Regions from separate parts of the Mus musculus genome. Here all the other regions are linked to region 1. Evidence: chromatin contacts called from public HiChIP or PLAC-seq and promoter capture Hi-C data. All regions are on one chromosome and are shown on one strand. Each heading gives the region's core, a stretch centred on a gene start, on an enhancer-like site or on the middle of the called end of the contact. The rest is flanking DNA. Distances are from core to core; before and after follow the strand shown. Region 1 holds the start of Rc3h2 (ring finger and CCCH-type zinc finger domains 2). Region 2 overlaps Mrrf (mitochondrial ribosome recycling factor). Region 3 has its middle 6.7 kb from the start of Gm46735. Region 4 holds the start of Psmb7 (proteasome (prosome, macropain) subunit, beta type 7). Region 5 overlaps Psmb7 (proteasome (prosome, macropain) subunit, beta type 7). Region 6 holds the start of Ptgs1 (prostaglandin-endoperoxide synthase 1). Region 7 has its middle 45 kb from the start of Ptgs1.

Region 1 (4,036 bases), core at 828-3,327:
ATCTCTAGGAAATGAAATTTCAACCAGGTCCAACCAAAAATAAGCATGTACTTATTACAGCCTTGTTAAGCCAGGGATGGTGGTGCACACCTTTAGTCCCAGTGTTCATGAGGCAGAAACAGGTGTTCTCTTGAGTTCAATATTAGCCTTGTCTACATAGTGAGTTACAGGACAGTCAGGGCTACTTGTGAAGGGGAATCTTGTCTCAAAGAACAGAACAAAACAAAACAAAAAACAAAATAAACAAAACTTTTTACAAATTTATAGCATTTTTACCCATCACATAACGTACAGGCTCTAGTCTTAAAATATAAAATCCTAAGTGTAGAAAATAATGCCTCTGACAACTGGAAGGCAGCAAATTACAAACACAGAAACTAAATTAATGAAAACATGAACAAGAACGTCTTCTTGCATGTCATACTAACACAACAATAACTCATGGGGTAATTCAAAGGCTCCACTAATGAATTAGATTTCAATTCAATTCTCGAAGAATAAAAGCCTGTTTAATTATGGTACCTGTCTTCCCTAAACAAGACTAGAAAATATATTAAGTGTTTTGTCCTTCAAGCAATTTTCCAAACTCTGAATGTGGGAAACATGAATCACCAAATCAACAAAACAATGGTAATATTGGAAAATAGCCTTTAATAGGATAGAATAGTCTCTGGGTTTTCAAGAACTGACTGTGTTAGTAAACAATTTAAGTAAACAATTTAACATGGATATTGATGTCAGATCAGTGATGTAGTTTTTTAACCACATAAAAGGTAAAAACAGGAATCTACAAACTATTCTTAATGAGTCCAAGTCTTAGGCTGTGTATACAAGTTAACCACAAAGAGACTAGACCCACCAACTAGAACATTCGTTTCTTTCCTTCTGTCAAATAATATCACTTTAGTGTGCCATTATTAGCTTTCTCTGGTTAACTCCAAGTTTTTACTGGAACTTTAAAGCCTGACTACTAAAAATGACAGGAAGATTTGTAAAACACTTTTAACACTTTATTCGGGATATAAAGTCAACTCTAATTACAGTGGGTCAAGATGAGAAGAAATTCCTTAGGGTCCTAAGGTTAGGAGGACAGTGGGATTAAAAAGAACCGAGGTGGAGCTTAAACAAAAATCTAAACAGGTTGAGAATCACTGAATTTGAATACTTAATGTCTGTGATTACTTTAGACTATTTTGGTCTGAAGGCTGTGTCTGCCAGTATCTTAAAAACTCTGGTGATTTCAAGGATGGAAATGACAGCTACCCTTATCTCCTTCCTAACGACAGAAAAGTACAGCTGTTTCTCTTAGAAACAAAGATGCTTTCTACCATTCTCCTAAGATGGTGGAAGAGTCTCCTTATGAGGCTCCCCCAAGGAAAATAATAAGAAAGGGGGAAAGAAAACTATAGCAGAATTCCCTGGCTGTGCTTCATGCCATCGCTCCTAGTCACATCCCCTGGTCCAGCCATCTCCCTCCAGGGAGGTTAAGCCCTCCCTGGGCATTGTTTAGCCAGGGTCCCTATTTACAACACTCAGATCGCCTCCATCCCAGCGCTGTGGTCTCGGTAAGCCCAAGGGCTGAAAAGAAAACGCTAAGACAGGACCTGATCTCGGGGACCTTTTCGAAAGCCCCTCTTCCTACATGGGTTAAGCAAAGAAGGAAGCCGGCCTCTGTTCGGGTGGGATCCTCAGTGGTCAGAGGCGTCCCTTCAGCCGGTGCTGGAGAAAGGTGGCCATCTGAGCGTTTCGCTTCGCATCAAAAAGCCCTACCAGAGCGAGGGGCCTCTCTGTCGTGTCAGGTGCGGCCCGCGACTCCCAACCCTCGGGGTACCGGCGGCCACCGTGCACAGGCCGCCGGGCAGAGACAGCTCCCCGCCCCACCTCTGAGGACCCGGCAGCCGGGCCAGGGCCCCAGCCGCATCTTGCCCGCCCCCGCCCTACCTGAGGGGCCCGGGCGGGGTCGCTAAGGGCCGCTCCCGGGGGCCCCGCGACGGCGCGGCTCGGCGACGGAGGCGCCTCGTCTCGCCGGGGCAGAGCTCGGCGGCGGTTTCAGGGCCTCAAACTCCATCGGGAGCTACAGGGACAGCCCCGTTGGCGGCGGCGAAGGCCGCGACGGGGCCTCCTCCTCCTCCCTCCCTCCGCCTCCTCCTCCTCCTTCTCCTCCTCCTCCTCACCACGGAGGCGGACCTGGAGGGATCCCGATTTAGCTCTCGCGAGAAGATACTGTTCACTTCACGCGAGATTACGCAAGCCCGGGAGTTGGGGCAGAAGGGAAGCGTAGTGGCCCGGCCACCAGAACTGCGCATCAGTTTCCCTCTGAAGAAGAAAGCCACCCTCGTCACATGACAAAGGAACCCCAGAGTACTGTGGGAGATGATGCGAGGACTAGGCAAGACGAAGGGCCTTATGGGAAACTCCCTGCACATCTAAGCCTTGACCAGGAGGCTTGCAAGATTGAGCCAACGTTAAATTTATCATCCATAGAGCAGAACCTGCTTCATCTATGTTACAGTCTACTTTACTCTCTTTGTAGTGAGATACTAACCAGATTAGCAAATAATTCTCCAGTTTACAAAAACCAGGACCAAAGTGAAAACGTTTGGCAAACCCACCTACCTCATCTAAAATCCCAGATGCCTCAAAAGTGAGAAGGATCAAATTTTACAAGTTTTGGAATTATAACTCAATATTTGTTAGAGGACTTATGGCAACCTGTAAGGTAGGAATTATGAAGAAAGACTGAAAATAAGGATGAGAAAAGCAACAATTATAAACAAATATGCCAGGCTGTATGATAACTGATATTTTAAAAGCATTTTAGTTTTATAGTTAATTTATCAAAGTAATCCTAAAAGGTTAATATTGTGAATCTATGCTAATGATGTGCAACTGAATGTGAAACAAAATGTTCAGCAACATCCATGATAATAATCTGTATGTAAGTTAGAATATGGAAATTTCTCTAATGAAGCTTTAAATATACATGAGTTATAATCCAGATGTGGGGCTGGCGAGATGGCTCAGTGGTTAAAAGCACCGACTGTTCTTCTGAAGTTCCTGAATTCAAATCCCAGCAACCACACCGTGGCTCACATCTGATGCCCTCTTCTGGAGTGTCTGAAGACAGCTACAGTGTACTTACATATAATAAATAAATAAATCTTTAAAAAAAAATGCAGATGTGATGGTGCATCCCTGTGAACCCAGCAATTGAAAGGTCCAGGCAGAATCATAGACTGAACTGCTTACAACTGCAGCTCCAGTGACACAAAGCTTCTGGCAAGTGTGACAAGATCGGCTTTTTAGTTTTTGCATTTTGTTTTTTTTTGTGAAAGATCCATTGGCCCCACCTGTTTGTTGTTTGTTTTGTTTTCTGGTGCCTTGGCTAGCCTGTAACTAGCTCTGTAGACCAGGCTGGCCTCAAACGCAGAGATCTGACTGCTTCCCAAGTGCTGGGATTAAAGGCATGTACCACCACCTGGCAGCCCCACCAGCTATACATTAATAACTCATTATTCATAATTTCATCCAATTATGTTAATCAAAAAAGAAAGTTTCCCAACAATCAGGTGTACATTTTGGTATTTTCTTTTTGTTTTTGTTTCAAGACAGGGTTTCTTGTGTAGCCCTGGCTTTCCTGGAACTCACTCTGCCTCTGGAGTGCTGGGCTCAAAGGTGTGCACCATCACCACCTGGCACATTTCTGTTCTTTTCAACTGGACAGTGATGAGTAATTTTATATATACATGTTCCCTAACCTACTGTGTGTGCATTTTCCATTCTACTTCCATTTGATATTTTTCCATTTCACACAGGAAACATTCCCCAAACATGGAAAACCACATTAAAAGTTAACAATCACACCTTCCTTTCCCTATTATGTTTTTTAGACAGGGCTCAAAAACCTGTATAGTCTTGGCTGTCCTGGAATCACTCTATAGACCAGGCTGGCCTTGATCCTTGATATCTGCACGACCCAGCTTTCCCTATCATTTTTTAATCACTGGCATTTTTCCAAATTAATTTCAAAAACTTA
Region 2 (4,036 bases), core at 925-3,424, 1.3 Mb before region 1:
TACCTAGGATAAATTAGAATTACTTTCAGTGGGTTTCTTTATATATAAAGAAAAATCCCACTTAACATTTTTCCCTGAATATAAAGACATACAAAAAATAAAACAAAAAATAAAATGTAAAAAATAAGGTTTTGAAGTAAGATCAGGAGATGCATTTTTCTAATACATTTTTTTAAACAAGATCTTGTTTAAGTGTTTGGTGCACACTTGCCTTATACTTCAGCTGGCACTGTACCTTCTACTGTGAAGATAGAAATATTAGGGCACACTTCCTGCCTAGCTTGGTGAGTGAGTACTGTTGTACCTTCAAGGGAAGGTTGCGTGGGACTACTTGAGCTAGACTGAAAGGGAGCTTGGTGGTGGTAGGGGGAGTTGCTAGTTATGTGGTGAGAAGCTGTAGAAGGCTGGGGGATGGGAGATAAAGCTTCCTCTGTGAAGTGGGGGAGCTCCCTTTACTCTTAACTCTACACATGAAGGATTTTGTTAAGAATAGCTCTTCTCTGCAGGGGGACACTAACCTTATTTCTTTGCCTAGTTATCCTCTTTGATTTGACTTCATGTGTGTGAGTGTTTTATCTGCTTAGTGTGTACCATGTGCATGCGGTACACACAGGGGCCAGAAGATGGTAATGGACCCCCTGGAGTTGGGTTACATATGGTTAGTGGCTGCCACGTGGGTGCCAAGAAACAAACTTAGCTCCTCTGCAAAAGCAGTAAGTGTTGGTAAGTGCTGAGCCGTCTCTTCAGCTCCACATAGGTCTGTAGTGTTCATAGTCTGTTCCTCATGTAATGGTGACTGAGTATACGAGCTTGAGGGTCTTTATAGCAAAGACAAAGTAACAGCAGTGGGCTAAGTGCAGTTCAGCTTCTCCTTACCCCTGAGAGGAACTGACGTTTGATAGGTCGTGTCTTTATTGCCTGTTTCTTGGGTTGTCAGAGAATGCTGTCTGTTCTAAAGGATTTGGCTTTACCCTGTAGGCCACTTGTTCACAGTCAACAGCTGGTGCTTGGTTATATCACAGCTCCCTTTCCAACCTGAGAGTCTATGCCAGAAATGCCATTTTAAAGCTTTAGATTCTTCACACCTGGGTGTGGATATTCTAGTTTGACATTTTGACCTCATACAGGTATAGAATTAAGGTTATTTAAAGATGGAATGGAAGTTTTTTAGATACCTCCTCTAAAACATTAACAGTGAGATGCTTGGAGAAATAAAATTGGTGTGTGCCACCCTCCGTGCCTTTCAGACATAAGAGCTGGAGAGGAACTCAAAGACAGGGATTGGCCTTGAATTCCAGTGGCATGGCATGATCTGCTCTGGAAAAACCTGAAATACTTTTGAGTATGTCAGAAGCCTTGTTCTTGTGAGTTTGTTGTCTTCCACCCACTTTCTGTTGCTTTTAGGATTGCTACAAGGTGAGGCTGAGTGTTAGGGACTCTGTACCAGGGAGGGGGCCTGTCAGAGGGGCTCCTGAAGGGTGTTAGGGTGATAGTGTTTCAGTGTAATGCTTCCATTGACTCTGCCATTAACTTGTGCTCAGTACACGGACACAGTTTATTCACACACTAACAGCTCTTACTGAATGTTAACAGTGCCAATCACTGAGTAAGGTGCTTTAGCTCACTCACTGTCTTAGTGATGTCCCGGTACCTCATCATCTCTGATTGTGAATGATCAAATATACCTCGCAGGGATCCTGGTCCCAGAGCTGGATATAAACTGAAGCTTTTCTGACTCCAAGATCGTGCTTTGACTCTTCTGCCATTCTCCCCTTTTTGCTGTGCATACCATTGGAGGTTTATTGCTTATGCTGAAGTGTGTGTAAGCTTGGTATTGAGTGTAGATGTGAACGAGTTAAATTTATTTACTCATTCCACATTGGCACTGGTATATTTTGAGTGTAAAATGTCAACTGGATTTTTTAACGTATGAAATCTTTCATCTGTCTTTGCACCGATCTTTGCACAGACCAGCCCTCCTCCCTTGAGAATTTATTGTGGTTTTGATCTGTGTTGCCTCAAACCATTGAAATCTTTTCAAAGAAGCAGAGCTGTTTTCTTTTTCTTTTTTCTACTCTTTCTTTTTTCCTTCCGCAATACACTGGTACCAGGAGTGGACATAGTTTGCTATTCAGCTTGATCAAAGCACTCTACACCAGTGTAACTTCCTGATCTTACTGGTAACAGAACTAAATGTTTCCATGTTCTGCCAAGATGGGTTGCCAGTTATCGACAGAGGGCTTGCATCTGGTAATAATTATTTACTAATTCTGTTTACCTTTTGATCTGGTTTTCAGTGTACAGCTGCAGCTATCAAGGCTATAAGAGAAAGTGGAATGAATCTGAACCCAGAAGTGGAAGGAACACTAATTCGGGTACCCATTCCTAAGTAAGTTTGGCTGAAATCCACGTATTCCAGTGGTGTGGGGTAGTTGCCCTTGGATGGAAACCAGTGCCCTGCAGCATTCTTGGGCCAATGATGTGGCTCACTTACCTGCGTCTTTTACTCTGGCTGTGCTATAAGATCAGTTTGCTGGTACAGTCTTGTTTACCGAATACCTATGTGTGCTAGATGCTTGGTCTACAGCAGTGAATTTCAGAACCCCTTGTCCTCACACTTTCTGGCAGGAAAGTTAGGACAAGTTAGCACACAGAGTCATCACAGCTCACGTGAAGTAAATTCTAGGAGGAGATAAAAGGCATTGGTATTCAAGTGAGGGCGAGTGGTGGGAGAGTTAGAGGACAGGGCAGTTTTAGTGTGTGGGGATTCTGTAAGGAGCTAATGCTTCTGCTGAGAGCCTGCTGAGGAGGCAGAATCATCAGCCTAGGGGAAACAGTCCAGGAAAGATGAGTGGCAAGCAAAGGCCTCAGATCACAAAGCAACTTGACACTTGTCAACTCTAACCCCATAATCCCTATCGAATTATTTTTACATTAGTCTTTGGTAATTGAAGAATTAAAGGCATAGATCCAAAGTCATGGTTTTTTGTTTTGTTTCTTAATGGGGTTTTAAATGAATAAAAATAGATCTTTGTTCCTAAAATTGAAAAGAGAAGACAGGGCTGATGAGATGGTTCAGTGGGTTAAAAACAAACCGTTGCCATAGAAGCCTGATAGGCTGACTCCAGTCCCTGAGCCCACATAAAGGTGGAAAGAAGCAACTGACTCTACAGAGTTGTTTTGGCCTCACGTGTGGGCTGTGGCAGCAACCCCTCCCCACCAATAATAAATTAAAAATATTTTTAAAAAGAAAAGATAATACTTGGGAAGTGGGGTCAGGAGAGTCAGAAGTTTAAGGCCAGTCTGATCTACACAATGTAACTCTTTCTTGAAAGAACTGACAGGATGGTGACATGTTTGAGTAATAGAAAATCTGGTGTGCCTGAAGCTCAAAGAAAGGTTAGTGAGAGCAGGGTTTGGACAAGTACCGATGGGCGGTTCAAGGCCATGGAAGGAATCGGGATTTCTTCTAATGGTGAGGAGAAGCCGTTGGATGGGTTAAGGCCATGGATTGATGATCTTACAGAGCTTTGTGGGTGTCTCTCTCATTGCTAATTAACATATGGAATTTATGAGACAGAGTAGAGATAAAAAGAACAGTCAACAATCAAAGTTACAGCAATCCAGGTGAAACATGAGCCATGGTTACACAGCAGAAAAACGAAGCCCCTATTACTACTACACAGTACCACACACTGGATCAATTTGTTTAGCCATTCAACAAATACTTACTGAGTACTAACCATAGGACACACGCTTTATTGTGGTACAGCAGTAAACAGAACAGCAAAGCTCCTTGTTTTTCTGAAGCTCACCTGAGAGTTAGCTGAGCAGATGTAATAAACTGTCAGTGTAATGTCCAGTGATGCTAATGTCTATGAAGAATCAGCAGGGCAAAGAGGTAAAGGAGGGCTGGAGAGAGCTCAGCAGGTGAGAGTACTTACTGCTCTTGCAGAGGACCTACCTGGCTTCAGTTCCCGGCACATACATTAGATAGCTTACAACTGTATCTCCAGTTGCAAGAGATTTGATCAGC
Region 3 (4,036 bases), core at 902-3,401, 1.2 Mb before region 1:
TAAGTGTCTTGCAAGAATCTCTGTATTTTGTGCAGGGTTTACATCTCTGCCCAGCACTGTATTTGGTACAGACCAGGGCTGGAAGAAACATTATGTCCACGTCCAAGGGTCTGCTTAGTCTTGAAGACAAATGAAGTCCCATTTTCTCTAGTCACCCAAAGTCTCTAATCAATTTTTGAACATGTTTGCCCAGGACCTTCAATCTCATCAGCTAAGCCTCCACAAGGGGTTCTGGGATACTCTGGAAGGCACTGCATACTGTCCCCAGGGCACTGCATAGTGTCCCCACGATTGGCATTACCATTCTCCTCCTCATGCAGGCTCCTTGTGGCTGGCTTTTGTAGCCAGCAATGCCCACTAGCAGGCTTCACATTGCCCCTACTGGGAGTGCCCTCTTGCCTTACAAGGGCTAGTTCCTGATCTTGGGACAAAGCCTGCTACAGTTGTCTTAATCCTAATCCCATGCCTATCTCTTGACCCCTGCATTCCAAGACATCCTGGGTGAGATTCCAAGCTCCTGTCTAAAGTTTTCCAGTACGCCAGCACCTCTCCAAACCGATTCATTCTCTGTTGTGGGGCTCCCTGGTGGCTCACAGGCAGTGATGGTCACTGATGTCTTTTTTCCTCTCCAGGCTCTGGTCTCAATGGAAATAGCTCCCCCACCCCTTCCTTCCAGATAATACGAGTGGCTGACAAGTGCTGGACTTGACTATTCTGGCAACCTAGGGGCTACTTATTATTTTGTGGATGAGGATAGACACACAGAGGTCAATTTACTTAGCCAAAAACACAAAGGATGCTGGGAACCCAGGCAACCTGGTGCCTGACTCCAACCCAGGCACCTCCAGAAGTTAACTGAGAGACGGAAAGCAAGGGGGTGGGCTGGAAAGAACTCTATGGGGTGCTGAGTGTCCTGGGAGGGGTTCTAGGCCCTGGTCCAGTTTGTACTTTTTATTAATAAAAGTCATTCTGCTTTTCTATGGGTACCAGGGAGGGGGCCCTGTTGGGGAGCTCAGTCAGCTTCACCACCTAAGGCAACATAAGGAAAATAAAGGCGATATAGAAAACAGTCTCATAAAATTATATTCATAGACTTTGTCTACATTTAACCTTAAAGTGTCAGTTGAGATGGTGGCTTATTCCTGGTTCTTGCTCTTTCTCCTGTCTTTGGTGTTAAACGTTCTATTGTGCGATGAGAAGCTGATGCATCTTTAAAGAAAAGGGGGAAAAAAAAGCCCAACTGTTTAAAAAAACGAGGACTTGCTCACTTACTGGTTCTCACCATCTATTTTTAAATCACATCATTTTGTGTGTGCATGCATGGGCACATATGTGGAGGTCAGAGGACAACTGTCAGGAGTCAGCTCTCCCCTACAACGTGGTTCTGGGGACAGAACTCATGCCATGAGGCTTGGCTGCAGGTGCCTTTGCCTGCAGAGCCATCTCTCTGGCCTTTATTTATTTATTTATTATTTTTAACTTCTGCTGGTTCCTATTTGTTTGTCTATTTTTAACTCTGCAGATGCCCGAATCTCAGAGTCTGGGAGCTATAGGACCTCATGCCCACGCCTGGTGCTGATGTCTCCGAGGCTGACAACCAAGAGAAGCTGGAGCTGTAACTAGGGAGAAAAGGCACTAATGGAGCCGGTTTGACCCGTGTTTTGTGTCAGGGACCCCTGGGTGAATGTGCAGTGGTGGTGAGGCCAGGGTTGGAAACAGGATAATAGTCAATCAGGAGGGTCTAGAGAGGAGCAAGGGAGGAAAGGGAGGAGGGGGTGTAGGGAGGCTCGTCAGAGAGAGGAGAGAAATAGAGAAGACAGCACTGCATAGAACAGGGGCAGAGACAAACATGGAGATCTGAGGCGCATGCCACACACTTGCAAGCACAGATATTTCCAGGTAGAGACAGACAGCGAGAGGGGAGACGGTGCAGAGTGTGATAGTGAGACGGAGACATCCCGCGTTGCCCTGGGAGACGCTTACCCAGACATAGGCTATACATACACGGGGGTGATGGAAACTCAAAGGCTAAGCGGAGGAGTCAGCTTCTTAGAAAGAAAAGTGGGAGAGAGGGTGGGTGGAGACGTTGGGGCCCTGTACAGCAGCCTGGGGCCTGGAGGGGTGTGGGTGGAGGAAGCGGCTTCAGCTGGGGCTGGCAGGCTGCAGGACTAGATAAGGACGCTTGCCAGAGGAAGGCAGGGAAGGAAAGCCTGGGAGGCTGCCCCAGCCTGAGAACAATGGGTACTTGACTCCAGCAGGTCATTAAAGAGACAATGAATACAAAGAGCGGCAGGAGCTTCCCCAGGGAGAGCAAAGAAGTGGGATAATTGAGGGCCTGTCCCACACCCTCTCCTGTCCAGAGTACACCTGAACTCCTCTGGGGCTTCGGTTCATGCCCCTCCCGCTACCTGGAAGGTCAGTAGCGGCTACACTTTAAGGGAGCAGTCTTGAGGAGCCAGGGTGGTAGGATTTAGTTAGAATGGAGCTTCTTAGCACAAAGGGCAGGAGAGGAAGCAAGCCTGGCCACATATACATTACTTACATAATCCAGACTCTTCCTAAAATGTCTGCTGACTCCTTTTCTTCTTTTTTCTTTTTGCATTAGAGAGTGAAAGGGAGAGTGGGCTGTGAGAGATACTTACTACATTATAGTGGTGATTGCCACTGGGGAGTGCTACCCCAACATCACATATAATGTGTAGATATTTATGTGTGCGCATACATGCTGTGAAAACAGGGATGGTTGTTACTGTGTATTCTGGGCGCTGCTTTCTTGTTTTAGCTTGTTGAAATTTTTTAAAAATGGGTTTTTGAGCTGCATGTATGTACATATGTGAGCAGTGCCCTTGGAAGCAGAAGAGGGTATCAGATCTAATAGGACCAAATATACAGACAGCTGAAAGTCCCCATATGGGTGTTGGGATTTGAACCCAGGTCCCCTGGAAGAACAGCCAGTGCTCTTAATGACTGAGCCATCTCTCCAGCCCCAGTTTTGTTTTTTGTTATCTTATCTTGAGTCAGTCTGTATAACTGTGTAGTCCTGGTTGCCCTGGGACTTGCTCTGTAGACCAAGCTGGCCTTGAAGTCATAGAGATCTGCTTGCCTCTACCTTCTGAGTATGTGGGCAATCATGCCTGGCCCGAGTATTTCTATTTTTTAATTTTGAGATAGGTTCCTCTCTGTAGTCCAGGCTGGCCTCAAACTCCAAATCCACCTGTCTCAGCCTCCCACATACTGAGATTGTTTCTAGGTGTGACCTCCACACACAACACTCTCCAGTTTTATTTTTTCCCCGCCCATCGCTCTTCATGTCTGTTTATTTATTCACATACTTAGTGTGTGAGTGTGTGCACAAGTCATGGAAGTCAGAAGACAGCTTCTGGAGAATGGAGCTCAGGTTGTCACGTTCGGCAGTGACCATGTGCTGATTGGTTTCACCCTTCCCATCAGCCTTGGCTTTTAAGTCTTTTTCTGAAAAGGAAAGGGAGTGATGAAGGGAAGGGAAGGGAAGGGCTGAGAGAGGGAGAAGGTGAGGGAAGGAGAGAGATTAAGACCTCTTAGCTCTTCTTTAGGCCTACCCTAAATGGTTCCACATAGAGGGACTCTCCCTTCCCAGGATTCCCCCATGTTCTCCTCCTGCTCAGGGCTTTAAGGACTTCCTCCCATGTCTCCTGTAACGATGTTCTCATCTTCCCAAACAGCCATCACTTAGGAGCAGGGGCCTCACACACAGGGTCAGACCAGGGGGTTGTTCTGGTGTCTGAGACTGGATCTAGTCCTCCAGTAAAGTTAAGCAAGAGGGCTCTGATCACATCTGACAACACGCAGTCAGACAGGGGGTCCCGGGAGTGTAGACTCTTGAAATCCCACACGTGTCTTCTAGAATGGGAGTGGGTCTGGGCAGCTGCTATAACAATGTAAGGAGGAAATAGAATGACACTGTATCCATGGTACTGTACCCTTGTATTTTAGCTAGTCTGTGTAGCAACATTGTTAATAAGACCTACTGCTTTGGGGCCCAGTGAAATGGCTCAAA
Region 4 (4,036 bases), core at 1,063-3,562, 1.2 Mb after region 1:
CTCCATCTTCCCATGCCTACTGTACCTCTGTTATTTTATGGTATATTATAATTTTCTCTTCCATTTTTCCTTTACTCACTTCTGAAATAATAAATCAAGCCTGTCTAGCTAAAACATTCAGCTGAGAAAAAAAAAAGAACCCAAATGAAGGTCACAGCAGAGAAGAAACCAGGAGGGAAGGGACTCAAGAGGCATATGGGAAGCAGAACTTTCGACCAACTCAAAAAGACTAAGGCAATAGGAGGACTCCACCATGAGGAGTACAGGTGACAAGTTATGTCTTAAGCTATTTGTTTGACACAGAGTCTCATTTACCCTAGATTAGCCTCAAATTCACTATATAGCCTTGACCTTGAACTCCTGACCTTCCTGCTTCCACCTCCCCAGTGCTGAAATCACAGGCCTCACCACCACTCCCATCTCCTGCAGTGATGATGACATACATCCCAGCCCAAAACACCTCTAAGAGAGCTAAAAAAACAGTCTCAACAGCAAGCAGGTTGCAGAGAGGATATGGTAATGGTCCATTTTTAGTCCCAACATGCCAGAAGATTTCAGAGTAGTTCAAATTCAACAATACTTACTAAATATTAGGAGATATGAAGTGAATTTTTGAACAGTTTTTGTCAGCAACAACCATCCCTTCAGTTGCTCTCGTGTCTGCTCCAAGAACTATGCCATCCTATTTTTTAGAGAAAAAAGGTTTTCAACAATTTATATACATAAGATAGTATTTAAGAAAAACAATGTTGGCCATTCTCTGCTCCCAGAATTCCATATCCCCAGTCAAAATTCCTACCAAAACTATTGTCCTACATTATTAGTACATCCTTAATAAATGTCAATGGCTAATTCTTGAGGTGATTAAGACTCATTTCCATCTTCAATCAAGGCGCAACGATTCAGTAAATTCCTTTTAAATCACAGAGCTAAACTGGAAAGAAAAAATGTGGAATGAAGACCCACAATCTTTCCAACAAAATATTTCCAACAAAATAGGTCAGCAAGTACAATACACTAGTCGGGCAAGCCTGGAAAACTGAATTCCATTGTAAGAAGCCACATGAAGCTCAGAATGGACTCCACCAAGTTGTTCTCTGACCTCTACACTTGTCCCATAGCATATGTACAAGCACATACACAGAGAAAATTTAGGAAACAGTCACCTCTATTAGTTTTTGAAATGTGACTCTCTTCACCCCACTAACAACATTAATCGCTAGCCTTTATTATCTTTACAGTTTATTTCAGGATTTATCTCCATTTGATGGATAGAGATTTAACTCTGTAAAAAAAAAAAAAAAAGGCTGAGGGCAGAGTGGCTCTCCCAACGTTGTGGAGGCAGAAGCAGGTAAATTTCTAGTTTAAAGCAGCCTGATCTACAACAATCGGGGCTATATAATGAGACCCTGTCTCAAAGGGGGGGGGGGGGGGGGGGACTAAACTGCCCAAGTAGTTCACTAGAAACAGTATGGAAGCATTAAACATCTAAACAAACCAATTAATCCCAAATTCTGTGCTTTCCCATTGTAGCATCCTGCTTCCTAGAGTACCTTAGGAAAAGCCAAATTGCCCTCATGTGTAAAACTTCAAAATGAGTAAATACAAACTATTTAACATGTAAAACCTCTTGATCAAGGCATTCCCTAATAAAAGCCGATTCTCATGATGCACTCTGACAGTTCTAGCTGGAAGCTTGAGTCCAAGTGGTCTAACTACGGTTAATAGGTCAGTTACCGCTACGGTCGGCCTGTCTAGGCTTACCTTATACACCACCCCCGCGATGGTAGTGCCAGTTTTCCGAGCTTTCGGGAGCTTGAACCCCTTTTTTGCGAAATCCGCTTCCAAGACAGCATTCCTAAGGGAAGGCACAGAAATCAAGTGTTAGAGGACAAGACCACTGGCGAGAAGAGTGGGTGCTTAGGAAGGAACTCAATTTTCTTCCACCCCAGTGTGATCACTGGATTCTCCCATTATTAGCACCATCGGCGAGGAATTACAGATCGGGGCGGTGACCCAATCCCTCCAAAGCCACAGGAAAGTCCAAATCCTTACACACTGGCAAGGGGAGAGGGCCGCGCCGGCCTCAGAAGCAGCCCGCGCTGGGGCCCGATTCCCTGAGTCACACGGCCGCGGGCACCATCCCCACGCTCGCCTCACGCCCCCGACCCCGGCCGCAGCCCAGTTCCGATCCGGCGTACAGAGTTCCCACTCGGGTCCCGATCGCGCCCCCGGGCATGAACACACCTGCGACAATTATCAAAAGAAAAGCCTCCGACCGGTGGCTGAAACACCGACACAGCCGCCATCTTGCCAAGAAAGTGTTTCCGGGCCGAGGGCGGAGCGACAAAAAAAGAACTTAGCACTTCCGGCGCCGCGAGAGACCGGGACGAGAGGGCGGGGCAAACTTCGAACTGGCGCTCTTGGACATAGAGTTCTTGAGTTCTCACTTCCTAGAGAGGCTTGGGTCTTTGAAGTAGTTTTGCCTCAAGTCCTGGGAAGGGGAAACTGACGATCAGCCGAAGGGATGGAATTTGTTAAATCAGATAATAAAATTCCCCCAATAACCAAATCTCCTGACGCTCAGACCAGATCTGTTTCTGCGGTTAAACTAGAATCCGGCGTGTATCAGGGACATCCACACACCCCAGGTCCAGGCAAAGCCGCTGAGCAAATCCCTTTCAACTCCCTTATTTCCTACTGTTAGTGTGTAACGGAGCTTTCACCTTCCTCAGAAAGGCAAACAGACACATGGAAAGACGTTTCGTGCCCTGAGTCACGAGGACAAGGCAACCCCAAGCCCCCAGTGAGACACTGCTTTGGACCCACTACAATGACTGGAGTTGGACAGAGAAAAACTCTCTGTGACAGGTGGGAATATAAAACGGTCATCTGCTCCGGAAAACGAACTGGATCTTAAACCAAAATTATCACTGTCATACCTACCCAGAAGAACTGGAAAGCTAAGTTCACAGATGCTTCTAGGCAAATGAGCATAGCAACCAGGTACCTAACAGGCAAATCGGGAAACAACACAAATGCCCATTGACGGATGAATGAGTAAACAAAATGTGGAATATCAGCACAGTGAAACAGTATTAGGCCGTAAAAGGGAAGGGAATGTGATACCTACTAAATCAGGGGTGACCCTGGAAAACAATTTGCTAAATATAAAGAGACTAGGCATGGAGAAGAAGAACCACATTGTATAATTACATTCACATGTGATATACTATACATTCATGTGGTAATCATGTTCACATGCCTGTGGGTACATGTGGGTGTATGGTTAATGTTGGGAGTCCTCCACCACTCTCCACTTTACTCTTTCAGTCATCTTCCCTCTGGGCCATCTCCCCAGCCTTAGAGAGTTCCATTTGTATGAAGTATCTCAAAATAGGCAAATCTGCAGAAGCATAAAGTGAATCAGTAGTTGTTAAGGCTGAAGGAGAGGCACTGGATTGTTTATGGGCACAGAATTCATAATGTTACCCAGCACTATGAGTGCAGTGTTATGTAATTTTAAGAAAATCTTCTACTGATGGAAATGTGAGGCTTGCTGCGGAAGTCAGGAAAATATTTTTAAACTTATTTAGGCAATAAGTGACACCCTCCATGACTGTGAAATGAATTCATTTACAAATATTTATTAAGCACCTACTATGTCCTATTATGATTGTAGCTGAAGACAGACGGATGGATAGATAAATGAATGAATGAATGAATAACATCCTAAGGATCTAGAACCAGTGTCTCAACCATATTTTTAGTAAATGTTCACTAAAAATTAAGTTCCATCTGATTGCATCTCTGGGTCTTTTGAAATAAAGAAAATAAGTTCTAATTTTGAAGCCCTGTGCTAAGAATAGGCTCGGAGAGTGGGTCCTAGCCCAGCTTAGCTTGAGTGCTTGCTTGCTGAAAGCCACAGGTGAAGATAATAACTCCTTGTAATGATGTTTCTGCAGCTAGAGAAAACAAAGGTCACCTGTCAAAGCCCCAGAAAATAGGCAAAAGGAATTCATAGTCCTTATATTCC
Region 5 (4,036 bases), core at 1,011-3,510, 1.2 Mb after region 1:
ATAATACAAATGACACAAGGCCGCAAGCCCAAGAATCAAAATAGCTGCCTACTCCTGAATGACTATTTCTACTCTGTTTACTTGTACTTTATTTTTCTCTCCAAAAATCACACACTGCTTGTAATTTTAAGGTATAAACCTGGAGAAAAATCCAACATTATAAAAGAAAAAAACAAAGCTAGCAAATCACCAAGATCTTGCTACCATTACATGCAGATGCAGCAGCAGCAGCAGCAGCAGCAGCAGCACTCCTCATGAAATCGCCACACAGACTGGAAGGTCAATTCATGTGTGAGTCAAGAGGACCAAGAAAAGGTAGCAGTTAGTCACCATAAGTATGCCTGTCTCTCTTTAGCTGGTCCTAAGGAGACCTTCTTTAGGACTGACTGACTCAGAGGGAAAGTCAGCCATCTAATCAAGTCTAGAGCACACCACACTCATCTAGAAGCACACTCTGGCAAACAACAGCAACAATGGACTCATGGTCATGAGGAATTCCAGGTCACACTGACATCCCCTGGCTTTGTGGCTCTTTAGACATGGCACATTGTACTGGTCCCACTTTTTAAACTGGGAGATTGACACTCAGAGATAAGGAACTTGATCCAATCTCATGGCTCATGCTTAAAGCACATCAACAATTTTGAAGCCAAAATTTGTTTTGTTTTGTTTTGTTTTGTTGGGGGGGTGGTGTTGTTTGGTTTGGTTTGGAGTCTTCCTCCATAGCCTAGATTGACATGGAAAAGTGGTCCTCCTGCCTCAATATCATCTGCCGCCTCCCTGTCTCCAACTCCACTTTTCTTTTTTCTTTTGTTTGTATCTGTAGTACTGGGCATGGGACCTAGGGCCTCACACATGCCAGGCGAGCACCATGCCAATGTCCTACACCGTCCTCCTGAGAGTCACAGGGCTTTCTCCCTTCCACCACCTGTCTTACACAGGAAAGCCAAATGCTAAAGTCAAGGTTAGTAAGTGAGTCGAGCATTGAGCTAATGCTCACAGTGAGCCTAATCACCACACATCTGAATACAATCTGTATTGCTTTATAACTTTCATTTTACTTAAAAACTCAAAAAATATATTTGAATTTTAGTTAATGTTTTCAATGATTAAATGTATTGTTATTGTCTAGCACTGACACTTAGGCATATGTTCTTAGAGTATTTATATTACAATAGCCACATTTTTCAAAAATAAAATTAAGTCTTAATTTTCTGAAACCTCAGAAGGTACTTAACAGCATTAGTGCAGATTGAATAGCCTTTATCCAAAATGATTGGGATCAAAAATAATTTGAATTTCGGATTTGGGGAAATGTGCATACATACAATTATAATGAGATATCTTGGGATGGGACCCAAGTCTACACATGAAATCATCTGCTTCATATGCAACCTATACACATAGCCTGAAGGTAATTTTATGCAATACGTAAGGGGATCTCAGTTCCCACTGCAACCTGTCACATGAAGTCCAGTGTGGTGTCTACCTGCAGTCAAGATCCCCAATTTCACACTTCAGAGCTGGGATGCTCAACCTATGGTTCAGCCTAAACCTGTTTTTCTGTAAGAATTCAGAATAAATTCTGAACGTCTTGTGAAAACTCACAGCCATTTACTTGCTCTGTATGCTTTAAAATGCTTGCATTAACACAGAATGTATGCGGTTTTAGTTTTGAGAGGTATATTCTTTTATATATCAATGTTTGCTTAAATACTAAATCAAACGTAACAATTCTATACTCACTGTTACTGGACAACTGGAGAAATCAAAACTGAAAGGCTTCTCCACACTGTGCTGCTACCCAAGCTCTAAGAATCTGGCAGGAGGAAATCTGCTTCTTCTAAGTCCCAGGCTTAAACTCAGACTGATGCTCCCAGAGTCCTCAGCCCTGAAGCCATGTGTAGAGGATAGCCCCCATTTTAAAGACTAGAACTGATACTCCACTTGTTTCAAATGATTTTCCTACAGCACAGCAGCTAGTAATAAGTACACTGAAGATTTAAACCTACAGTTCAGAGGCTAGGAAGCCCAGGCCCAATTCCGAAGCAACTCGGGACATGCCAGTTGCCCAAGCTCTGTAAACACACAGCTACTCAGGTAGGGAACAGTTCTGGGCTCCCTGGCCTCTCTGGGTACATCACTCTGAGCACAAGGTACCATTGCCTCACGTTTGATCAGTGACTCCTACAGGCTGAGGAAGACACTGTGTACAAAGCTGAATGCTGGGGCATAGTCAGAGCTCAATGAAAACTAGTTATTGTAATGACTCAGGGACAAGCTGCCTGTCCTCCAGCAGTGACCTGATATACTCATTCTCCACGGGTCCCTGAGTGGTAGCTTTAATGGGAACCAAGGTGTTCAAAATTTCTTTTCTCAATGCCGAGAAGTTCTAAGAGACAGCAAGAAATGGATCCCCACTGCTTTTCCCCAAATCAATTTTACCAGATCTTCACAGGAAAAAGGGCTGCCTCTGCTAAGGAGCAGTCTGTTTTAAGCACCCAAGGACCTGTCTGCCACTGTGGTCTGCCAAGGTGGAAGATGTATGCAGCGATAAAGGAGTCACGCAGAACTTTCTAATCCATCAGTGTCAGCTCTTCCTGACAGAGCGCTTACTCACACTTGCTCATTGTTAGTCAACTGGCCACTCTTCCTGCAGAAAACCTGGTGCTTTCCACGGACCTATGGATGGAGGTCATTTTTCACTCCATTCCTGCCTCCAAGGCCTCGTCTCCTGGTACTGGTGCTTGCACCGAGGCCAACAATGCCAGTGTGTGAAAAGCTGATTTATGAATACAAAGCAATGCTGGTGCCAGGGGACTGCACTCAGCCACTAGAGAGCAGTGGAGCACCTCTCCAGGCTCAGAGAGACTAAGCCACAGACTTGAAAAGGTTTAATTGTATGCATGCATTTCATTATAAGCCTTGGCCAAAAGCTTTAGAGGCAGGCGGCAGGGCAAGCAATCAGACAATCTTGCATGGCTTGCTGAAATCCAGATTTGTCCTTTGTCAGCATAAACAGTTTAATTTGATGTTTTCACTCCTGAGTAAGCACTGAGTATTACATCTAAACCCTCGTGAGGGGAAGAACGCCTCCTTTTCATCAACAAATGTACTTCAATGTCAGGGTCGACTTTTAATTCCCAATAAATTATTGGAAATATATTCCCAGTTAATATGCTGGGAAAATATATATTCTCAATCATCCAACATTCTTCACTAAAAAACTAGTATCTCAAGCAATGCAGCTCCTTCTCTACACATAAATGTAAGAAAATATTTAAAATACCCTTTGAAGGGAACGGGGGGGGGGGGGGGGGATTTTCCTCACAATTGTAACTGTAAGGTCTCATGGACCTGACAGGTTATAAACACTCCCAGGAAAAGCTTAAAATCTGGGGGTATCTAGGCTTAAAATGCTAAAGGTTTTCTTATTAATGTATTGTGGTGACACACCACTAGTTATGGCAAGAAACATTCTCTTAAAACAGAGGGCCACCTAACCCCATGCCTATGGACTAAGATGGAGGGTGACAATTGCTACAGATGTGTCTGTCCTACTTCCTGTCCTGCTTGCAAGGGTTAGTCTGCTTTGCAAGTCTTTCCCAAGCTGCCATGAACCCTCAAGAACAAAGCTTCAGAACCCTCAAGAACAAAGAGGGTGTTTCTCTTTTGGTCCCAGGCACTGCTGGTTACCGTGCAAACACGGCCAAGTCCAAGAACTACACCACACACAACCAGTCCCGCAAATGGCACAGAAATGGCATCAAGAAACTCCAGTCGCAAAGATACGAATCTCTTAGGGGGTTGACCCCAAGTTCCTGAGGAACATGTGCCTCGCCAAGAAGCACAACAAGAAAGGCCTGAAGAAGATGCAGGCCAACAATGCAAAGGCAGTGAGTGCGCGCGCAGAGGCCATCAAGGCCCTGGTGAAGCCTCAGGCCATCAAGCCCAAGATGCCAAAAGGCCCCAAACTCAAGCGGCTGGCTTTCATCGCTCATCCTAAGCTTGGGAAGCGGATTCGAAGCTACATGGC
Region 6 (4,036 bases), core at 696-3,195, 1.2 Mb before region 1:
ACCCTAGCTGCTCTCTTGGCCTCTTGCTTCTCCACTGTACCCATCCTTCATCAACTGCACACTCCCATTGCAGCCCTCCTTCACTGCATCTGTCTTCTGATGGCATGAAGGGCTGTAGAGCATGGTTATAGCAAGGGCTCATGCTCTCTACTGGCATGGGTCCTGCCTTTGCTACCCACTTGGTCCTATTATCCTGGTGTTCAAATGGGAAGCAGGCCCTAAGGGCTTGTCTATGGTCAAAGAGAAGAAAGGAGACTTGAACTCAGTTTTCTTGATTCCCAGGCTAAGTCTCCTCCCTCCAGGGTTAGGGCTGAGCTAGTTAGCATTTGTTTTCACTACAGGACAGGTCTGGGAGTGAGCTACAGGTGTGACTCCTTGGGTCCAGGCCCAGAGTGAGGGCAGACCGGGGAGTGGAGGATGAGAATCATGCCAGCTCTTCTTGTATTTCTTGGTCACCAGAAGGTCCCCTGTCCTCTGGGGAACAGAACCTCAGCTTTCCTCCCAGATCTCATTATTTTGCTGACAATCACTTGACCCACAGCCCCTTGCCCAGCTGGCTGGTTACCAGAGGGGTCTTAAATCTGGGGATGTGGAGAAACTGAAGCTGGTCTCAGTATACCAGGGCCCCAGTTCTTCCCCTGGTCTGTCCTGGCTTGCTCAGTTTCCCTAGAGCAGTTGGCTTTTGTCCCTGTAGAGCATGGGAACAGCTCTGGTTTGGAAGCAAAAGGGGCACCCCATCAGGCCCCACCTTTCCTACCTGTTCCTTTCCTGAGCCCAGAGATGCCCGAGAGCCAGCACAAGGATGAATGGGCCCTTCCACCAAGCCATGCCTCTGGGTGCGGGCGTGGGCAGAGGGCGTGCTGGGAAAACTGAGGGAGAGAGCTGGCAAGGAAAAGGACGAGGACACTGTGGCTTTGCTCCTATTCTCTGCTCCTTCTAGGCTCAGTTTCCCCCACTGTACAAAGGAGCCAATGACCCAAAGGCTTAGGTCCTATAAGGCTGGCAAGTGGCCATTCAGCTGGAGGGTGGCATTTGGCTAGCCCTGGAATCTAAGTTAGGGCAACTTTGAAAAAGGTTCTCTGACCACAGAGTAGCCACTGCCACATGGGATCTGTATATTTTTTTCTATGGTGTTTTTTTTAAATGTCTCATTAATTTTATTTTGTGTAAGGATTAAAATATACAAATGTTATAATTTTCTTTTAAAACAACTCCCCTCACCTTTAACTATCAGTAAACAAAATTGCCTTATGCCATACATATTTTTTGATATCTACTTTATATGTATCTTTTAAAAATTTTGTTTTTTAATTTTTTACTTAATTCACTTTACATCCCACTCACTGCCCCCTCCTGGCCACCCCCTCCCACAATCCTTCCCCCACTTCCCCCCTACACTTCTCCTCTGAGTAGGTGGGGGCCCCCTGGGTATCCCTCACTGCCTAGGGTGGTTTTGCATGTCCATTTTATAAATAAATACACCGAGGACCAGCAAGGACTAAAGGTGAGCCAACTGGCAGGCTGTGTATTAGGAATGTAAATTACAGCTCCTCATGTCTGACCTGGCCTCTGCCTGCTCAACGGAGAAGGAAGCTCTTCTGTTGGCGGGCAGGAGTGGCAGTAGCGTGTTTTCCATGCAGGACCTCGTGTGCAGGCTGGACTGGACTGCATGGCTTCTCACCTCCTTGCTCCTCATCCTTCTTCAAGCAAGCTATGGTTCAAACCAGCCTCTTCCACCATTTGTTCTGCCTACAAGCCTTGTCCTCCTTCGTGCCCATCCTCAGAGAGCCTCAGTTTGCTATATCCCAAATGGATGCATTTCTGACACTGTAAAAAGATCTTGCACCTCAAGGATCGTGAGTTACGGTCTGAGCAGTCACCATGCAGTAATTAATAAAACGTCTTGGCTAAGGCTGGAGCAGAGGAAGTTGGCGGTCAGCCTGTCAGAGGTGACAACTGGAGGGAGGAGTGGGGGTGGAGCCGTGAGATGGGTGGGAGGGGACCTGCCAGTGCTGGGGCAGTGCTGGAGTTGCACCCGAGGAGCCAGCCGTTGGCATTGCACATCCATCCACTCCCAGAGTCATGAGTCGTGAGTCCGACCCCAGTGGTGCCCCCACGCGTCCCGGAATTCGGTGGCCTGCAGGCGGAGCCTTGAACGCTAGGCTCAACTCTCTCTTCCTTCTGCAGGAAGGAGTCTCTCGCTCTGGTTTCCCCTGCTGCTGCTCCTGCTGCTGCCGCCGACACCCTCGGTCCTGCTCGCAGATCCTGGGGTGCCCTCACCAGGTAGGTGCCCCCGCCGGATGCCCGTGAAAATTCCAAGTCCTGCGCCGTGGGCTTGGTCCATCTCCCTTCCAGGCGGACTCCCTGATTCCCCTTTCTGCTCGCGGTGCCGGGGAATAGGGTGTTGAGGTTATGGAATGGGGTCCCTGGAGAATGGCTAGGGCCTACCTGGGATCTCTCTGGCACACAGCCCACTGAGATCCCGAGTCGGCAGGGGAAGCAGAGACAGGTTCTTTAACTTCTCACCTGATATGTGGTCCGACTTTCCAAGCAGCCTCTGTACCCCCCCCCCCCCCCCCCCCCAGAACTCGGCGGTTTCCTGTGGGGGCTCCTTGGGGAGGAAGCGGCAGACGCCAAGGGGAAGGCGGGCTGGACACTGAGTTCCTTTTCTTTGGCCTCTAACTTTTGGGGAGTCTATCTTAACGCTCAACCTATCTCCCCAACGGTAGATACAGGGATGGGGGTGGGGGACACCAGCTATCCTGGGAATGGGGAAGTGGGCACATAGTGACCAGGAAATTGAGGTTCAGTAGGTGCGATAACAGCCCCAAGTCACATAATGCATAGTGGGCTCAGGGTTTGAATTCAGGATCAGCCTAATCCAGTCACTCTCAATACCTGCAGTGGTTCAAAGAAGCCAGTTCTGCAATTCTGTCCCGCTTCTCTCCCTCAGGGCAGAACCAGGTTCTAGGAAAGAAAAATAATTTACTCCCCGCCCCCCCCATACTTCCCCTGCCCTCCACCTTTCCTTCCTCTCTTTACAATTTGGATGCCCATCTGTAAAATGGGGCCAAGAAAGGTTGGCAGTGGGGGAAAGGGATACTACAGGACCTTGGAACTCAGAGGACAGAGTGGCCTGAGAATCACAGCAGGCTTCCTGGAGGATGGGGTTTGAGTGAGAAAAAGAGCTGGGGACACCTGTGCTAGAAAGGTGACAGTCTGGGTTTTTGGAAAGGAAGCCATTTGTGATCCAGCACTGCAGTTTACCAAGATTAGCTGTGCGTGCCTTTTCTTTGGTGCTCACAGCAGCCTTGTGGGAGGCAGATGCGTTAAGTCCATTTTGTAGATCAGAACTTTGAGAGGCTCAGGAAGTGGGGCCACTTGTTGGAGACCCCACAGTGAGCTGATGGTAGAGCCAAGGCTGACATGTTGGCCATGCTGACTTTCAGTTTCAGCATGAGTCCAGCTCTCACCTGACCCTCCACCCTTTGAGGATCCGGTGTTCATGCACCTGTCTTCCTTGCTGGGATTCTTTTAGGGAAAGGGTAGAGTTCAGCTTGGAGGGCAAAGCTGTGCCAGGGAATCCACAAATGTTCAAGTTCATCCCTTCCAGACCCTGGGTTTGGCTTGGTGTCCTCCCTTTAGCCTGGGAGTAGGCATGACTTGGTGACCCAAGCTGCGCCTGACTAGAGCCACGGTGTCCCCTTTGCCTATAGTCATATTGCAAGTGCTGTAGTGGAATTTTTCTGTTTTGCATTCCAAGGGCTTTTTCTATTTGAGCCTTTGGCTGGGGCCTGGTGACACAGAGGTCACAGTCTGATGTGGAGTGATGTAGGTGCCCAGAGTGACGCTGGAGTCCACAGTCTGATGGTGGAGATAGGCGCCAGCATGTTGTTAAGTAGGAGAGTGAGGGCTGTGGCGAAGGGTGAGAGAGAAGTATAAAGATGTCAAAGAGGGAGTATTGACCCTGTGTTGGTTAGGGGCTGCAGGCTGCTTTAAAGGATGATGGCTTTTGTCTCTCATTGGGTGGGGGGGA
Region 7 (4,036 bases), core at 931-3,430, 1.1 Mb before region 1:
CTTCCTGCAAGAATATAGTCACTGATAAATTGCCCATAGTCTAATCAATAACCTTACACTTACCCACAGGCTAGCAGCTCTAAACTCATATATATATATATATATATATTTATGGAACATGTTGAGACACAGCAGTGAGGGAGTTGGGGCAGGGGAATGAGATACGGATATGATAAAATATGTTACACATATCAAGCTGTTGAAGAATAAATGAAAATTATTCAGTAATAATTGAAAAACAGGTAGTTTTGAAAGAAAAACACAGCAGATAAGGTTCAAAACAAATTAAAAATTGGGGCTGGAGGATGTATACCATGTATTTAACATGTGAAGTCCTGGGTTTGATCCCCAGAACCAAATAAAGGAGGCAATAATAAATAAATACTAGCTGAGATATAAGAAGTAAAAGAAAAAGTGGAAATATTCTGGTGCGTGTGACCTTTGAAAGGTGTTTGGATCCCAATGGCTTTACCTCTGTGAAGGGATTAGTGGGGCTAGGCTATCAAAACTGCCTCTCAGTGGTGCTTCTTCCAATAAGATCCCAACTTCTAAAAGCTCCATGTTTTAGTGTTCCACCACTGTGAAGAGACATCGTGACCATGGCAATTCTTACGAAGAAAGTATGTAATTTGGACCGGCTTACGGTTTCAGAGTTTCAGAGTGTCATCATTATGGTGGGGAGCACAGAGGCAGGCATGGTAGCATGACCTGGAAAAATAGCTGGGGACTACACCCTGATCTACAGGCAGAGAGAGAGAGAGAGAGAGACAGAGAGAGACAGAGTGAGAGACAGAGAGACAGAGAGACAGAGAGAGAGACAGAGAGAGAGAGACAGAGAGAGACAGAGAGACACAGAGAGACACACACAGAGAGAGACAGAGAGAGAGAGAGAGAGAGAAAGAGAGAGACACACAGAGAGACAGAGACAGATAGAGACAGGCAGAGAGAGACACAGAGACAGACAGAGAGAGACACAGAGACAGACAGAGACAGAAACAGAGAGACTGGGTCTGGTGGCTTGGGCTTTTGGAACCTCAAAGGTCACCCCCAGTGTAACTCTTTTTCTTCTTTTTCTATATAACACTTCCATCAATTTTCTGGGAGTTTCACATCATGTACCATGATCACAGTCCCCTCCCAGTCTCTCCATATCCTTCACCCCATCAAAGAAGTAGAAAACAAAAATTAGTAGGAAAAGAAAAACCAACTAACCAACCAACCAGCCAACCAACCAACCAACCAACCAAGTCCTCTTTGTGCTGTCTATACATCACTGGAGCATGGTAAAACTCTCAGTAGCCTGCCCTGAAAATAGAACTGAGCCCTTCTCTTCCCATACCTTAACCAGAAGCCATCAGTTGTGGGGAACTACACTTCAGCATCTCCCTCACACTCATTTCCTGTCCTTTAACAATTAGTGCCATTCCCTGGCGACTCAGCATTCAAATATATGAGCCTGTGGAGATTATTCTTATTCAAACCACCACACTCCAAAAATGTCCAAAATTGTACTTGTTGCATGTACTATGTGTTCCAAAACATGAACTTGTGAAGGATACTTCACACTCAAACCACCAACCACATTTTGGACTTACTTTTTCTCTTCCAGACAGTCTTACACTGTAGCTCAAACTATCCTGAAACTCACTATATACACAGACTGATTTCAAACTCATGACAATTCTTCCTTAGCCTTCTACATGAGGGAATCACACACACAAGCCACCATGTCTCCAAATTAATTCTCAACTAGGTCATTTCTATAGTATTTGCTTCACAAAATAGACAAATCAAATTATAATATCAAAAAAGTAAACAAAGCAACAACAAAGAGAACCTAAGAGTGTTTCATCTAATGGCAAGTTGGGAACCCGTCCATGGATTCTGTGGAAACATGACTGCATTCTTTATATGTTTCTTTTTTGCTTTTTTTTTCCCCAGTTGCATTTCTCCACTCTCTTTTTTTCCTCTGTGGTCACTCCCATTTAAAGAAGGAATTCTTGACAGCAGCATTGAGTTGCAAATACCTTCAAGTTAAGTTTAGTTTTTTTTTTTTTTAATTTTAACTAACACATACTTGTGAAAATTACATCAGCTAGAGATTACAGTTTGTCTCAAGATAACTTCTTACTCAGGCGAACATCACAAATCTCTGCCTTCACTAACATTCTGACTCAGCTTATGTCATGAGTCGAATATATTCCCTAAAATTTCATATAGTGGAAATTTAACACTCAGTAGGTTGGTGGTATTTGGAGGTAGGGCATTTTCATTAGAAGGAGATGAAGTAATGAGGGTGGGGCCCTTATTATGGGATTAAGAGAAGATTAGAGCTGAGTGTGTGGTGTCTTTTTTTCCATGCCAGCACACAAAGTCTTCACTAAGCACGGATGTCTTCATTTTGTCTTGTCTTCATAGCTTGTACAACTGTGAGACACACATTTTGTCCTTTTAGTAATCATCCAGTCTGTGCTGTTCCATTATAAGAACAGAAAATAGATGGAAACAGCCTACAAATTCTGTTTTCCATCATAGCCCATTGTAGAGGGAACATATTAGTGATTAAATTCATGGCAATTTCCTAACCTTACCAACAAAAATGCTGTTTTCTTATTACCCATGCATTTTCCATAACTAGCAGTTGCTTAACAAAATTCTAGGCTCCACATAATCTAGGGTCATGGCTGTCCTTCATGCTCTAAGGGATAAGTATATTATATGCTAACTCATGTTATATGCTAACTCCATGGGGCTAATCCAATGATGATCCTTAATGAATTCAAACCCAGAGCACTGTAGAGAGCCAGAATTCCCTTCGAAGACCTTATGAGGGAGTAGCAAGAAATCCATGTTTATCCGTCATCCTGCCTATGCTGAAGTAGTCTCATAAGGGCCTCCTCTTGCCTGAGCCTACAACACTTCAGGCTACTGCTGTTTAAGTAACAGATGCTAAAGCTATCTATTTTGATGATTGCTCTTTGGTAAGGGGCATACGTTTTCTTATCCTGAGTTATTGACAAACAAGATGCTGAGTCAGTCTAGCAAAGCTTGTAATCCATCCAAATACCCTTTCATTGTATTTCTGGGCCAAGTGCCAAGTTCAGCCAGTTTCTTGGAAAAGGCCACCCTCTAGTGGCTAGCTTGAGTACAACAGCAATTCTTCAGGAAAGTTTTTTACTTGATGTAATATATGGCGTGAACGCCCAAAGAAGAGAAAAGTTAATAACATCAGAAGATAGGAGAAGGGCTCTGGGAAAGAAGAGAAAAGTTAATAACATCAGAAGATAGGAGAAGGGCTCTGGGACAGTAACTGTGTTCATGTGAATTCACATTCAATAATATACAGAGCTAGAGTTGCAGATGGATGAGGCTTCTAGGTAGCAGAGAGTCAGCAATAAACATGAGCTCTAAATAGTATCATTAAATAAGAGTGATCTTATACTAAACCATTTCTTCCAAGCTAGGCATTGTTAGAATGAAAGGGTCTGTTTTGTACTCCATCTGCTTTATAGTCAATTGCTTCATGGCTTGGTTAGGACATTTTGAAAATAACAATCAACTTAGACTACTTTCCCTTTGAAATTCACATAGGAAGTTCAGGCACAGAGAGAATGCTAACGAAGACAATCCACATTTCCAAGCTATACTCATGCCTAGCATTGTTAGGAAATCTGAGTAATAAGGAATTCAGAAGTATGCTTTAGTTTATATTTTGGAAGGTAACCTAGCAAAAGGGTTTAAGAGCACAAACTCTAGGATCCGAGTTTGAATCCTAGTTCCTTATTCACCATATGGATCTTAAACATATTATTTTACTTCTTGTTGATTCTGTCATTTCTCTTGTACAGTTTAGTGGGGTGGTATGGAAGGTAAATGTACTGATGAACATAAATTATTCAATACAGCATCTGGCATGTTGAAAATAGTATGTTTTACCATTGTCATTGAACAGATTCTGCGTGTGATTCTCTATCCCTAAGAGATGGAATGTGTTGCATAAAGTGGATATTTAAGAAGATTTTCTTGCTCGGTGACA

Evidence for each region. Promoter capture Hi-C pulls out the DNA fragments that hold promoters and counts their contacts. HiChIP or PLAC-seq counts read pairs in DNA pulled down with a chosen protein or histone mark.
Region 2: a contact with region 1 is called in a promoter capture Hi-C map of liver, with 4 times the contacts expected there. The contact joins the enhancer-like site here to the promoter of Rc3h2 in region 1. A contact is called at or near these places in 10 of 39 promoter capture datasets (the 3T3-L1 cell line, 3T3-L1-derived adipocytes, the C10 cell line and 5 more) and 3 of 115 datasets of contacts at active chromatin or transcription factors (differentiating embryonic stem cells, embryonic stem cells and stem cell-derived neural progenitor cells).
Region 3: a promoter capture Hi-C map of hippocampal neurons shows a contact between it and region 1, with 6 times the contacts expected there. The contact joins the enhancer-like site here to the promoter of Rc3h2 in region 1. A contact is called at or near these places in 2 of 39 promoter capture datasets (cranial neural crest and hippocampal neurons) and 4 of 115 datasets of contacts at active chromatin or transcription factors (astrocytes, embryonic stem cells, large pre-B cells and 1 more).
Region 4: a contact with region 1 is called in a promoter capture Hi-C map of pre-B cells, with 4 times the contacts expected there. The contact joins the promoter of Psmb7 here to the promoter of Rc3h2 in region 1. A contact is called at or near these places in 5 of 39 promoter capture datasets (the C10 cell line, cranial neural crest, erythroid cells and 2 more), 1 of 484 Hi-C or Micro-C datasets (CD4 T cells), 1 of 115 datasets of contacts at active chromatin or transcription factors (large pre-B cells) and 2 of 9 other capture datasets (adipose tissue and liver).
Region 5: a promoter capture Hi-C map of the HPC-7 cell line shows a contact between it and region 1, with 4 times the contacts expected there. The contact joins the enhancer-like site here to the promoter of Rc3h2 in region 1. A contact is called at or near these places in 3 of 39 promoter capture datasets (the 3T3-L1 cell line, the HPC-7 cell line and hippocampal neurons) and 1 of 9 other capture datasets (liver).
Region 6: a contact with region 1 is called in an H3K4me3 HiChIP or PLAC-seq map of pro-B cells, with 7 times the contacts expected there. The contact joins the promoter of Ptgs1 here to the promoter of Rc3h2 in region 1. A contact is called at or near these places in 6 of 39 promoter capture datasets (the 3T3-L1 cell line, the HPC-7 cell line, cranial neural crest and 2 more) and 2 of 115 datasets of contacts at active chromatin or transcription factors (pro-B cells and stem cell-derived neural progenitor cells).
Region 7: a contact with region 1 is called in a promoter capture Hi-C map of the 3T3-L1 cell line, with 6 times the contacts expected there. The contact joins the enhancer-like site here to the promoter of Rc3h2 in region 1. A contact is called at or near these places in 2 of 39 promoter capture datasets (both in the 3T3-L1 cell line) and 1 of 115 datasets of contacts at active chromatin or transcription factors (large pre-B cells).

The regions. Positions count from the first base shown.
Region 1 is chr2:37,420,826-37,424,861 of GRCm38.p6, forward strand. Rc3h2 (ring finger and CCCH-type zinc finger domains 2) reads right to left here and starts at 2,078. Exons shown (of 22, transcript NM_001100591.1): 1 at 1,942-2,078.
Region 2 is chr2:36,157,302-36,161,337 of GRCm38.p6, forward strand. It overlaps Mrrf (mitochondrial ribosome recycling factor), which reads left to right. Exons shown (of 7, transcript NM_026422.2): 5 at 2,298-2,389. Among named protein-coding and RNA genes, the nearest start is that of Rbm18, 23 kb to the left of the region's middle. Within about 2 kb of position 2,175, at least 8 of the 459 cell types and tissues checked have an H3K27ac peak or open chromatin away from gene starts, as enhancers often do. A contact at or near this core is called in liver, where this site is marked.
Region 3 is chr2:36,196,585-36,200,620 of GRCm38.p6, forward strand. No RefSeq gene overlaps it. Among named protein-coding and RNA genes, the nearest start is that of Gm46735, 6.7 kb to the left of the region's middle. Within about 2 kb of position 2,152, at least 67 of the 459 cell types and tissues checked have an H3K27ac peak or open chromatin away from gene starts, as enhancers often do. A contact at or near this core is called in hippocampal neurons, where this site is marked.
Region 4 is chr2:38,641,594-38,645,629 of GRCm38.p6, forward strand. Psmb7 (proteasome (prosome, macropain) subunit, beta type 7) reads right to left here and starts at 2,313. Exons shown (of 8, transcript NM_011187.1): 1 at 2,248-2,313; 2 at 1,765-1,858; 3 at 585-682. The coding sequence starts at 2,309.
Region 5 is chr2:38,619,096-38,623,131 of GRCm38.p6, forward strand. All of the region lies in intron 5 of Psmb7 (proteasome (prosome, macropain) subunit, beta type 7), which reads right to left. It also overlaps the pseudogene Gm13586. Among named protein-coding and RNA genes, the nearest start is that of Psmb7, 23 kb to the right of the region's middle. Within about 2 kb of position 2,261, at least 69 of the 459 cell types and tissues checked have an H3K27ac peak or open chromatin away from gene starts, as enhancers often do. A contact at or near this core is called in the HPC-7 cell line, where this site is marked.
Region 6 is chr2:36,228,481-36,232,516 of GRCm38.p6, forward strand. Ptgs1 (prostaglandin-endoperoxide synthase 1) reads left to right here and starts at 1,946. Exons shown (of 11, transcript NM_008969.4): 1 at 1,946-2,089; 2 at 2,188-2,283. The coding sequence starts at 2,083.
Region 7 is chr2:36,273,626-36,277,661 of GRCm38.p6, forward strand. No RefSeq gene overlaps it. Among named protein-coding and RNA genes, the nearest start is that of Ptgs1, 45 kb to the left of the region's middle. Within about 2 kb of position 2,181, at least 14 of the 459 cell types and tissues checked have an H3K27ac peak or open chromatin away from gene starts, as enhancers often do.